Regions from separate parts of the Mus musculus genome. Here regions 1 and 2 are each linked to region 3. Evidence: chromatin contacts called from public ChIA-PET and Hi-C data. All regions are on one chromosome and are shown on one strand. The core of a region is the stretch at or near the end of the contact, and the rest is flanking DNA. Distances in the headings are between cores, read along the strand shown. Region 1 has its middle 16 kb from the start of Psmb9. Region 2 holds the start of Psmb8 (proteasome (prosome, macropain) subunit, beta type 8 (large multifunctional peptidase 7)). Region 3 holds the start of Kifc1 (kinesin family member C1).

What was found. Hi-C and Micro-C count contacts between places; a contact is called where the count stands out from the background. ChIA-PET counts read pairs in DNA pulled down with a chosen protein or histone mark.
Region 1: a contact with region 3 is called in a Hi-C map of the Ba/F3 cell line, with 3 times the contacts expected there. The contact joins the enhancer-like site here to the promoter of Kifc1 in region 3. A contact is called at or near these places in 2 of 39 promoter capture datasets (the C10 cell line and the HPC-7 cell line), 1 of 484 Hi-C or Micro-C datasets (the Ba/F3 cell line) and 1 of 115 datasets of contacts at active chromatin or transcription factors (effector CD8 T cells).
Region 2: a contact with region 3 is called in an RNA polymerase II ChIA-PET map of memory CD8 T cells, with 11 read pairs. The contact joins the promoter of Psmb8 here to the promoter of Kifc1 in region 3. A contact is called at or near these places in 2 of 39 promoter capture datasets (the C10 cell line and the HPC-7 cell line) and 2 of 115 datasets of contacts at active chromatin or transcription factors (embryonic stem cells and memory CD8 T cells).

The regions. Positions count from the first base shown.
Region 1 is chr17:34,169,115-34,173,212 of GRCm38.p6, forward strand. No RefSeq gene overlaps it. Among named protein-coding and RNA genes, the nearest start is that of Psmb9, 16 kb to the right of the region's middle. Within about 2 kb of position 2,202, at least 97 of the 459 cell types and tissues checked have an H3K27ac peak or open chromatin away from gene starts, as enhancers often do. A contact at or near this core is called in the Ba/F3 cell line, the HPC-7 cell line and effector CD8 T cells, where this site is marked.
Region 2 is chr17:34,195,751-34,199,696 of GRCm38.p6, forward strand. It overlaps Psmb8 (proteasome (prosome, macropain) subunit, beta type 8 (large multifunctional peptidase 7)), which reads left to right and starts at 2,445. Exons shown (of 6, transcript NM_010724.2): 1 at 2,445-2,795; 2 at 3,483-3,630; 3 at 3,821-3,932. The coding sequence starts at 2,649. It overlaps Tap1 (transporter 1, ATP-binding cassette, sub-family B (MDR/TAP)), which reads left to right. Exons shown (of 11, transcript NM_013683.2): 11 at 818-1,475. The coding sequence ends at 1,024.
Region 3 is chr17:33,889,354-33,893,574 of GRCm38.p6, forward strand. Kifc1 (kinesin family member C1) reads right to left here and starts at 1,280. Exons shown (of 11, transcript NM_001195298.1): 1 at 1,125-1,280. The coding sequence starts at 1,142. It also overlaps a transcript of Smim40 not described here.

The DNA.
Region 1 (4,098 bases), core at 952-3,451, 280 kb after region 3:
AGACAGACAGAGAGACAGACAGACAGACACACACAGAGAAATAGGAGAGATAGACAGACAGACACAGAGGGAAAGACAGACAGACAGACAGACACATCTCTCTCTCTCTCTCTCACACACACAGAAAGAGACAGGAGAGATAGACAGACACACACAGAGACAAACAGAGACAGAGGCAGCAGAGAAAGAGAGAAGAGAGAGAGACACAGAGAGACATAGAAACAGACACATACAGAAAGAGAGAGATAGAGTCAGAGAGAAACAGACAGACAGACAGACAGACACACACACACTCAGGAAAAAGAGACACAAGGCAGAATCAACCCTGAACACCCGCTTTGCACCCGCTGGTCAGCCAGGTTTCCTGCCCATTGTCAGTCTTTGCTGACACCTACAGGCTACAACTTGTTAATGATTTTTAAATGGAAATTTAAACTCTCCTTTTGTGGATGTTTCTGGGCAGCCTCAGACTCAGTGGAATGAGAGATCATTTCTTGAATATTCCTAGAAAAGAAATCACACCATTGTCCAAGTCTCTGTAAGGTTGACCTACTGATTAGAACTCCCTGATTGTGGAGAGCTGTGGAGTTGAAGCTCTAAAGTCAGATTTATTTATCAGTCACTTTCTTTAGTATTCTTAAAGTCATTTGGAGTCCACCTCTGAAGCTGATGTGACATCCTGAACTAGAATCATTTCTGTTGATGGAAAAATACCCTGATCATCCCCCTCAAAAAATAGGAGGAAGGTTTTGACAATTCCAGGTGACGTCTATCATTGTGGGGAGGTAAGGTGGCAATCTGAAATAGCTGGTCACTTCACACCTTCAGTCAAGAGCAGAGAGAAAGGAATGTATGCGTGTTGCCTGCTTATGGTAAGCTCACCATCTCTGCTCTTACGAGCTTCAGGATGCCTGCCTAGGGAATGGTGCCACCCACAGTGGGCTGGGTCTTCCCATATCAATTAACTTCAGACAACCCCTCACAAACATGCCCACAGGCCAACCCAGTGTAAAATCCTTCATTGAGAGTCCCTTCCCAAGTTATTGTGAGTCATGTAAAGTTGATGGTTAAAGCTGTCAATCATAACCCTTTCAACTATGAGGGGAAAAATATTTTGAGTATATTAACTTAGCAAACTGCTGGTTTCCACTGATCCCCAAACTCAGAGTGCCATAAGATAGTACCTGAAATCTACAGCAGAGAAAGACTTCTTGTTTTGCTGTAACCCACTTGCCCTGACATCCCTACTAATGTATTTGGCGGGTGGCTTGATTTATGACTTCCTATCAAAACGCTTATTTAACTGTCTTCCTGCCACAGGGCAAACTGAGCCGTTGTCCCTGGACTGTGGCCATCTACTTATATTAGGTTCAGAAAAACAAAATCTCTTATTCCTTTGATCTGAGAGGGAATGTTTTTTGTTAATAAAATAGAAGCTGAAAAACCCAAGGAATTCTGTGGCCACAGTGAAAATTTGGTAAATTAGGACTTTAGTGATACAGGGATGTCAGCACACAGGCAAAGCTATCCTTTAAGTAAATGCTGGAGACTGGGTGTGTCAGGCTGAGTAGGTGACTGCAGGCGTTTATCTGGGAGACAGCTCACACTTAATGCTCTGCTGGCACTAGATTCCATCCGCTTGCTATAGAGGCAAAGATTCTAACGGTGGCTAACTTCCACTCTCTGTGGAGATTAGAAAACGGTGGCTGGTTTTCTTTGGAATCTCCTTTAGCTGTTGCTGTTTTCAACTTCATACCTTGGATTCAGGATAATAAAATAACCAAGCTCTCCACACTTCCAAACCTGTGGATTTTCTCACTGGGTAGCCACTACACATTTGTCCACTAGGTGGCGCCAAAGACATGTGCTCTCACGACTCAGCCTGACACAATTAGGTACTTCTTAGTCCTTATTAAAAGAGCGATCCTAATATCAAATTTAAAGTGTTGGGGGGGGGGGAGACCCGGAAAAGAGAAGACAAGCAAAACAAGAGTTCAAATCTTGCTTGGTGTACAGGTTAGTTTTGTGTTAACTTTGACACAGGGAATAGGACCCTCAATTGAGAAAATGTATCCATCAAATTGACCGGTGGACAAATTTGTGGGCCATTTTCTTGATTAATGGTTGATGTGGAAGGGCACAGCCCACTGTGGGCGGTGCCACCCCTGAGAAGGTGGGCGTGGGTTTCTGAAAAGACAAAGCGAGTGAATCGTGGGTAGGTAGGAAGCAGCGTTCCGCTCACGCCTTACTTCAGTTCCTGCCTTGACTTTTCTCAAAGATAAACCGGAAACAGGATATGGAAACCATATAAGCCCTTTCCTCCCCAGCTTGCTTTTGATTATGGTGTTTATTACAGCAACAGAAATTAAATGAGGATATTTAACGCTAAGGTAACGTTTCTCTGGGTAGAATGTTACCAGTATTTTAGCGACTGCATATGCTTTCATTGAGGGCAAAGAATGTTTGTAGGAAATAGAACAACGGAAAGGAAATTACACATCTAAGCTGACATTGCCTCCTATCAGACTGTAGCAGGGGACTTAAAAATCTACCGGAGGGGCTGGAGAGATGGCTGCTTTTGCAGAGCACCCAGGTTTGGTCCCCAGCCCCTCACAACTGTTTGTAACTCCAGTTCCTGGAATCTGAACTCTCTCTGGCCTCCATGAGCAACACACACACACACACACACACACACACACACACAGAGAGAGAGAGAGAGAGAGAGAGAGAGAGAGAGAGAGTGAGAGAGAGAGAGAGAGAGAAATACCCACCCCATGCTGCATATACACACAGGCAAAACACTCATGCATGTCAAATTAAAATGTCTTAAAAAACTCATCTGAATATTTTCTTTCTTAGATTCCCCCCCCCCCCCCAAGACAGGGTTTCTCTGTGTAGCCCTGGCTGTCTTGAAATTCATTTTGTAGACCAGGCAGGCTTTGACCTCAGAGATCAATCTGCCTCTGCCTCCAGAGTGCTGGGATTAAAGGTATATGCTACCATGCCTGACACCTAGGCTGATTTTGAACTTAAAATTTCCCTGTTTACTCTCCCAAATGCTAAGATTGCAGGTGTGTGCCACCCTGTCTCATTTCATCTGAGTCTTAAGACAAGCCAGATAGAAGAAATGGTGAATGCACGTCTTAATTACTTTGCAATTGCCACGACAAAGCATCATGACCAAGGCAAACTTGTAGCAGAGTTTATTGGGGCTTACAGTTTCAGGGACGATAGCAGCAGGCAAAATGGCTTAGCACCATAGCAGTGGATGGGAGCTCACACCTGGTTCACAAGCAGGGGGCAGAGGTGGGGCAGGGAGAGCTAACTTGGAGTGGCCTGGGATTCTGAAACCTTGAAGTCCACCCCACCCAAAGCTAACACACCTCCTCCAAGGCCACACCTCTTAATCCTTCCCAAACACCTTCCCCAACTGGGGATAAGGCACTCAAAAATGTGCGCTTATGGGAGCTATAGTCACTCAGACCACCACAATGCATGAAGTTGAATTGAAACACTTTTTGAAAACATAATTTTTAGAGACTCAGTTTTGATTTTTACTTTTATGTGTGCTTCTGTGTATGTGCACCTGAGTGCAGTGCCCACAGAGGCCAGTAGAGGGCATCAGATATCCTGGAGCTGAAGTTACAGGTTGCTGTGTGTTTCAAGAAATATTAAAAAATGAACCCGCCAACTCTCAGTGGGGCCAGGCCATGCTCCTGCGCTCCTGTTGCCACCAACAACTCTCTAGAGCTAGCCCCTGTGCCAGGTGATCTCGCTCGCTCAGTCTCTCTGCCACCAACTCACCAGCCCTGCCACACGGCTCGCACTGGGCCATCTCTCAGATGGGCCCCCGAGTTCCTCTCACTTTCACACAATGCCCCACACAGCCCTGGTTAGCCATCTCAATACCTAATTACCTGGTAGAATCAAGACTCTTAATGCTTAATTAGTCAATCAGATTTATGTGTCATTAATAACACAATTTACAAAATGCCAATACAATAATTTCAGAGCTAAATGATAATGGTAAAGCTTTAACCCAATTATTCTAACCATTTGATAACATCATGTCAGCCTCCATTTTGGTTCTCCCTCTCC
Region 2 (3,946 bases), core at 1,195-3,694, 310 kb after region 3:
ATTGACTATAAAAAATTCTCATTTTAGGGGCTGAGGGGTGGCTCAGCAGTTAATAGCATTAGTTTTAAGAGCATTAGCTGCTCTTCCAGAGGACCTGGGTTCAATTCTCAGCACCCACATGGCAGCTCACAACCATCTGCAGCTCCAGCTCCAGGGTTTCTGACACCTGCACACAAGCAAAACGTCAATGAACATAAAATAAAAACAAATTACAAAATGTTTTCTCAGCTTATTAGTGGGTTATTAAAAATTTGTATGACATAGGAAAGGTGACATGTGGGGTGGGTGGGGGGGGGAAGAGGAGGGAAACGGGAGGTGGTATGGTTATATTTCATTATATTCATATATGAAATTCTCAAAGCATAAATTAATATATGTTTTTTGGAACGTAAAAAAATTTCCACATATTAAGGCTGGACGAGGAGACCCTAGTCTTACTTCACTTAGTATGCCATCTCCCAAGACAGTTGGTGTCCTTGGGAGGCCTGCTTTTTTCTGAAGGGCAATCGAGGAGAGGTAGGGGGTTGAGTAGGAGGGACTGGGAGGAGAGGAGGGGGGAACAGCAGTCGGGATGTAATATATGGGAGAAGAATAATTTCCTTTTCAAATTTCCCAGCTTATGGGTAGAGATGAGAGACTGTTCAGTCCCCTCCCCCATCATGCTTCCGCTCTCTCTCTCTCTGTACCCCCCTCTTGTGAGGACATCTTAACAAGTCATAGGTTTGGAGGGGTGCTGCAGACCAGGGATATCGACAATGTGTCCCAGCCCTGGAAGCACAGGGGTCCCCTGAACTGTAATGTCTGTGTGTTTCTCCAGGTCCAGCGGCTCCTGTATGAGAGCCCCAAGCGGGCTTCTCGGACGGTTCTTCTTATCACCCAGCAGCTCAGCCTGGCAGAGCAGGCCCACCACATCCTCTTTCTCAGAGAAGGCTCTGTCGGCGAGCAGGGCACCCACCTGCAGCTCATGAAGAGAGGAGGGTGCTACCGGGCCATGGTAGAGGCTCTTGCGGCTCCTGCAGACTGACAAGGCCTCTGGACTGCACACTGCGTGCTGTCCCCCTCCTGTCCTCTACTCTGTGTGACAGAGAACCTGGGAGCAAAGATATTACCACACCCACGGAGACAGTTGAGGAGCGGAGGTGCTTGTTACATGAGAAAATGTAAACTCTAGGAGATACCCGGAATTTACCACGAATGTGTTTCCCCGACCCGCTCCCTATTAGACGGGGTTTCAGGTACCTCACACCAACACTGAGCTGCTAAATCTCCGGTCTCCACCCTCCCGGTGCTGAGCTTGTATCACAGCATGCACACACAAACCTGGTTTATGTGGCGTTGTGATAGAATGAGAAGAAACGCCCAAAGTGTACAGAGAGAAAGGACAAGCAGCTTGCAATTAACCAAAGGCATAGGCTGGCATTTGGGTGTTCTATGGGTGTTTGATATTTGTAATAAAACTGGTGTTTTGTACTGTGGCTTCTCCCGTTTCTTAGCTCCCGCAAAGTCCTAGCTGAGTTAGTCAGCCCCCCCCCCCCCCCCAGGACAGTGTCCCGTTCTTCTTCAGAATTCTGTTTTACTTCTGGGTCCATCAGCTTTTATTTCCTGGGGCTCTCATTTCTCTTTACTGCTCACCCACGGACTCCTAGTGCTGAGCTGGACCGGGCGGCAGCCCCTCCCTCTCCGCACCCCAAGGCAGCAGCAACTGCATCTTGGAGTCCTTCTCTTCCTCGCTGAGGCTGGAGGAAGCGCGGTAGCGCCGCGGGTGGGGACCCCAGAAAATCAGACTGGATAACCTCGCCCGCCCGTTCAGATTCTTTCATCTTCTCCTCAGCGGCACACGCCGGGATAATCTCAATGAAATGGATAGGATTAGCCAGTAAATCTCTTCCATTCAGGGAGGGCCCGGTGTGTGACGTCAGCAGTTCCTGGGCAGATAATGTCCATAAAGGTTGCAAAGAAGAGGTGGGGTTGAGGATTCAAGGAAGGAGCGCGCAGCCCTGACTTGCGCGACGTGAGCAGCCCCGGGCAAGGGCGCGTCCTCGTGGGTGGCTCAGGGTAGTGAGACTGTTGAACCAAGAGGGGCCCTAGGAGGGACACATGAAAAGGCCCGACTGAGTCCTCTCCTTGGTTCGTCTTTCTCCGTTTTTTCCTGGTTGTCCCAGGACCTAAAGACCCCTGTGCATCCATTTATCGCATTTTCCAGTTTCTATAAAATGATGCTCATTTATTTGAGTGCTGCCCCCATCCCCAGGACGCACGCCTAGGTGGATCTGCTCAATACTCCTCTCAGGTTCCAACGTTCTAGACAACCTCTTTAGGAGATAGGACCCTATTCAGTCCTCCGCTGTTCCCAGAAGATGCCCCCCCCCGTCCCCCGCCTGTGGGTCTTCACGCACCCCACTGCTAGGCGGCCTCCGAAGGCGCACCTCTTCTTCCACCCCACAGCCCATTCTCTAGCTGGTTTCACTGATGTGGCAGCAGGAAAACTCGTCCCCAACACATTGTTTTAGTTCAGACACCCATTAACTGGGCTCTACTCGGAAAGGGCAGGGGATGGGGGTGGGGGACTGGTTCCCTCCCCTTGGTACTGTGGCTTTCGCTTTCACTTCCTTGTCGCAGAGTCGACGGATCTTCGGGGCCAAGTGGTCATGGCGTTACTGGATCTGTGCGGTGCCGCTCGGGGGCAGCGGCCCGAGTGGGCTGCCCTGGATGCGGGAAGCGGGGGTCGCTCGGACCCGGGACACTACAGTTTCTCCGCGCAAGCTCCGGAGCTCGCACTTCCCCGGGGAATGCAGGTGAGGACTGTAGGGCGTTCTGGAGAGATGCAGGAGGTGGGTGGTGGTGGGTGGCACAGAGGAAGGAGTGTCTGCCTGGGTCTGAGGAGGTGAGGACGCCAGGAGGGGCCGTCCAGGAGAGCAGCATCGAGGCTAGCCCTGAAGAACCAACGTGGAGATTAAGGCATGGGAAGGCGGGAGAAAGGGGTGGGGGAGGGACAGAAGGAGAGAGAGTCACGCACGGAGTTGAGACAGCGAGACTGAGAAGATGGTTGGTGCCAATCCCAAGACACAGTGCACAGACCACCATGCCTTCCACAGACTCACTGCTAACTACTACAGGGGCTGTACAGTTGTCTTGGAAGACCTATGAACTTTGGTGGCCTTACTTGGTCTCAGCAACCCACCCTGTGTGTCCTACGACACATTAGATGGCCTAGGTCTCAAGCCCCTCTACTGTAAAATGAGAGCAAGTTATTAAAATGTGCTTTCGAGAACCAAAGGAGCCACGGATTAGGAAACACCTTGAAGTCGCCTACCATGACCTTTGTTCCCACGTGCTGGAAAGCAGAAAGCTGGTGGGCTTAAATCCTGCTTTTCTTTCTTCGGAGCTACTGACATCTAGAGTCTGCAGACCCCTCCTCACTCTGCCACCCTGCCAGGAGCCTCCTAGCACTGAGGTGCCCCTCTGCCTCTTGCATCTCTTAGCCCACCGCATTCCTGAGGTCCTTTGGTGGTGACCAGGAAAGGAATGTTCAAATTGAGATGGCCCACGGCACAACCACACTCGCCTTCAAGTTCCAGCATGGCGTCATCGTGGCTGTGGACTCCAGGGCCACTGCAGGGAGTTACATTAGTGAGTATGTGTGCTCCATGTGTGCTCCAATGGTCCGACTCGTGGAGCTGTTCCCTCAGTAGAGCAGAAGGCCTGGGCCGAAGTTCAGACAGAGCTGGCATTATAGCACACTGAGGGTGGGGGTGGGATGGGGGGTGAGGGGTGGGTGGGGAGCTGTGGGCTCATTTCTTTGATCTCAAAACTCTTCCAGGCTCCTTAAGGATGAACAAAGTGATCGAGATTAACCCTTACCTGCTTGGCACCATGTCTGGTTGTGCAGCCGACTGCCAGTACTGGGAGAGGCTGTTGGCCAAGGAGTGCAGGTAGGCCGGTTTTA
Region 3 (4,221 bases), core at 30-2,529:
TGACCTCAGGTGCACAACTGACTTCAGGATGGTTCGTTGCTTTTGGTTCAGGGGACTATAGACCCAGGTGTTTCTTGGATGCTCGCCTAGCACTGCACCACAGACCTCTTCCTTCCAGTTTTAACTCTCCATACCTTAGTTAATGTTGTTCCTCCTAGCTTTCTTCTTCCCCTTCCATCTGCTTGAACCTTTACTGTCCTTCACTCCCTCCCAATAGAGATACAAATTGTATTATGTCTGTCTCCCCAGGGAGTGTCAGCTCACTGGTAGCTAGGACTCCTGTCTCCTACATAAGTACAGCTGTGCAGGGCCAGAAGATGCTTGGCAAATACTGCAGGAACAAATCTGAGAAAAACTATTTTACTTTTTAACTGTCACCTGTCACAGTGCAGTGCTCTCCCTTTTGGCTGTGAGTATACCAGAAAGTCTCTTCAAGCTGAACACCGACTGTGAGTCAGTCTAGACTGAAATGCTGGTAAACAAAGAATGCAGGCCGGTCTTTCCTGACACCAGAGAGATCAGTCCATTAATTGCCACACACATACGCCTCAGATGCTTGTGGTGAAGAAGGGCACCCCCATAAACTAGTCAGCAGTCCAAATGAGCAAAAGGAAGAGGCAGGCGAGGGAATAAGGATCCTCTGGGCCGATGCCCCCATTTCTCCTCTCCCCTTCCTCTATCCCGATCCAGCAGCAACACAACAGGTCATCAGCAAGAAAGGTACTTTGCGGACAAGCGACAAGGCCTCTTTCAGAACCCTCGCTTCTCCCACAAGGCGATCTGTAAGAACTGAGAAGCACAAACATGTCGAATCCGCTTGAGAATTCGAAATGGGAAATGCTGGAGGGGGATAAGGGACACGGGATGGTCGCGCCTGCACGACTGGAATGGCGGGCCAACGTCGCTGCGACTGTCCTGGGACCTCGCCGTGTGTGTGTGTGTGTGTGTGTGTGTGTGTGTGTGTGTGTTGCCCTCACTGACTCGGCCGCTGGTGTCCTGGGCGCGAGGCGGTGCGACCCTCCCCTGCAGGACGGCTTGCCCCGACCTGTCCCCGGGACGCGGGTCTCCGGGCGGCCGGCCTGCGTCCTCCGATCTTGGCGCGAGGTCGTCTCCGCCGCACTCACCTGCGCCTGCACGTCCATGGTGGTCCGCACAGAAAGGGTGCAAAGGCAGCAGGCAGGACGATGAGACCCGCGTCCTCTCAAGGGCTCGCGCCGCAAAACGCCGAAGCCAGGCTGTCCAGGAGCCAGGCCAATCAGCCACACCCGCCACTTTTGAATTTCAACCTCCGCGCAGTCAACGCACTTCAATCCGCAGAGGCCAATCCGCGCCGGCGCCGCGGTCGCGAGCCAATCACGGTGCCCTCCGCCTCCGGGGCCACGCCCCCTGAGTCGCGACTCTTCTAGTCCGCTAGAGCACCAGAACTAGACCCCTTGGATCCTACTTCCGGATCCGCTCTTCCTCTTTTCTCCCTCTCCCCCTCCCGAGCGCCGAGCGCGGCTTCCTGAGGTCTCTGGTTGCGTCAGAAGTGCGCTTGTGTGGAGGAGTGGCGTGGGGGAGGCAATACGCATGTGCCTGAGCGGGGTCGGGGCGGAGCGAGCGCCACCTAGCGGATACTGCTGAACTTGCACACCTCCTCGCCAACCCTGTAGACTGGAGACTGTTACACCGAGGTCGCTCTTGGTCCACTTTCTCAGGTCCGAAAAGTGGAAGCTGGTTGATGGCGCTGACCTGTCCTCAAAGAAGAAAAAGTGGAACCCATATCTGGAGATGTAATAAAGTCATAAATCTAGAGTAGGGCCGGGAGGATAGCAAACTGGTTATCCCTGAAACTCATATAATGTGGAAGGTGAGAACTAATTCGCCACAAAGTTTTCTGTGCCCCTCCTGCCTCCAATATTATATATTATACATAAACAATATGTATTATATACATAAACATATATCTTTACACATATAAATAATACCCAATAGTACGTATTATATATATAAGCATATATATATATATATATATATATATATATATAAAACACATAAATTACATATATATTTATTTTGTTTTTTCGAGATTGGGTTTCTCTGTGTAGCCCTGACTGTCTTGGAATTCTATTTGTAGAACAGGCTGGCCTTGAACTCAGAGATGCTAGGGCTACCCTGTGCCACCATGCCCAGGTCAATAAACAATCTTTTAGATTAAAAAATCAAAACAAAACTAGAAGCCAGGCTTGGTGGCACACGCCTTTAATCCCAGTTCCCAGTACTCAGAATGCAGAGGCAGACAGATCTCTTGAGTTCAAGGCCAACCAGGTCTACAAAGTAAATTCCAGGGCAGCCAGGCTCTGTAGAGAGACCCTGTCTTAAATAAATAAAGAAACACACACACACACATACATACATACATAACTGGATAAATAAATAGTATGTTTCTTTTTTTTTTTTTTTTTTTTTTGGTTTTTTGAGACAGGGTTTCTCTGTGTAGCCCTGGCTGTCCTGGAACTCACTCTGTAGACCAGGCTGGCCTCGAACTCAGAAATCTGCCTGCCTCTGCCTCCCGAGTGCTGGGATTAAAGGCGTGCGCAACCACACCCAGCAGTTTCTTTTTTTTTTTAAAGATTTATTATATGTAAGTACACTGTAGCTGTCCTCAGACACTCCAGAAGAGGGCGCCAGATCTCATTACGGATGGTTTTGAGCCACCATGTGGTTGCTGGGATTTGAACTCAGGACCTTTGGAATAGCAGTCAGTGCTCTTAACCACTGAGCCATCTCTCCAGCCCAAATAGTATGTTTCTTGACACCAAACTCTAAATCTACAGCCCCCAAAGACCTTACTTGAGATGTTTCCAAGTCTACAAATGTTAATGGGGGGACACTAGAAAATTTCTGGTTATAATTCGCCAAACTGGTTATAATTTTAAACTAGACAGTATTTCCCTAGTGACTTTCTAGAAAAAAAGCAAAAGTTTTAGTGTGTGACAAAATGTGAGTTTGTCTTCTACTGAAACCTGTTTTGGGAGTTTATCTTTCTTGGCATGAAGCCTGACAGCAAGGTAAACCAACCTGTGAGATTTTACACATGGGATGGACTGACCTGGCCCCTGCAGCCTTGGGATAGGAGCTGGCTCAGGAAGGACGGCCTGCTGCTGCTAAACTGTCTGATGCAGCCAAAGCTCCATCACAGAGCTCAGAGAAGGATACATTTGGACAACAAAGGGAAAACAAATATCTTCCTTATGTATCAATTAGAATAACAGAGGCTTACCAGAGCAAGACGAAATCCTCACAGGAGGTGATCTCAGTGGCTTCGTTGGGGGCTAGGTCAGTCTTCAGCTGGCTGGCAGAGCAGTCCCGGATTGCAGCAGCCACACCCAGAAGATCTGAAAGATTTTTCTGCAGAGAAGGAATTTGGGAGAACGACTCACCTCGGTGAAACAGTCAACCCAATGTTGTTCTTAAATTGCGCAGGTCCTGCCAGCAGGCAGTTCTTTGCCCAGTGGTCAGTAGTACCACACTTGAAGCGAGCTCCAGGGGAGTGAGTTGCCGCAAATCTTTGGAGACAGCCTCCTGCTGCTATCAGGAGCTGGTATTTGTGGTCAGGGGGAGCCTTTTTCATTAAACACCATAAATGCAATAGTCAGCAGATCTCTGAGGGGTTTGAGAGGCAATATGTAATCCTTCTATTAGGCAGACCCGATTTTAAACAAATACTTGTTTTAGTTATTTGCTTTAGGCTTAACCTTGCCAATAGTCAGGGTTTGTATATGCTTGGCCCAGGGAGTGTCACTACTTGGAGGTGTGGCCTTGTTGGGTTAGGTGTGTCATTGTGGGTGTGGGCTTTAAGACCCTACTCCTAGCTGCCTGTCAGTATGGCACTAGCAGCCTTCAGATGAAGATGCAGAACTCTCAGATCCTTCTGCAGCATGCCTGCCGTGATGTCGCCATGTTCCTGTTTTGATGATAATGGACTGAACCTCTGAACCTGTAAGCCAGCCCCAGTTAAATGTCCTTTATAAGACTCGCCTTGGTCATGGTATCTGTTTACAGCAGTAAAACCCTAACTAAGACAGACCAGGGACTGAGGTGTTGCTGTGATGGGCCTGAATTTGGAAGAATGTGGATTTGGGAACTTTGGGTTTGGAAAGCAGTGGAATGCTTTAAATGGGGCTTAATGAGCTAACCCAAGAGGTTTCAGTGGAGAATTTCAATATGTGGCCTAGAGAA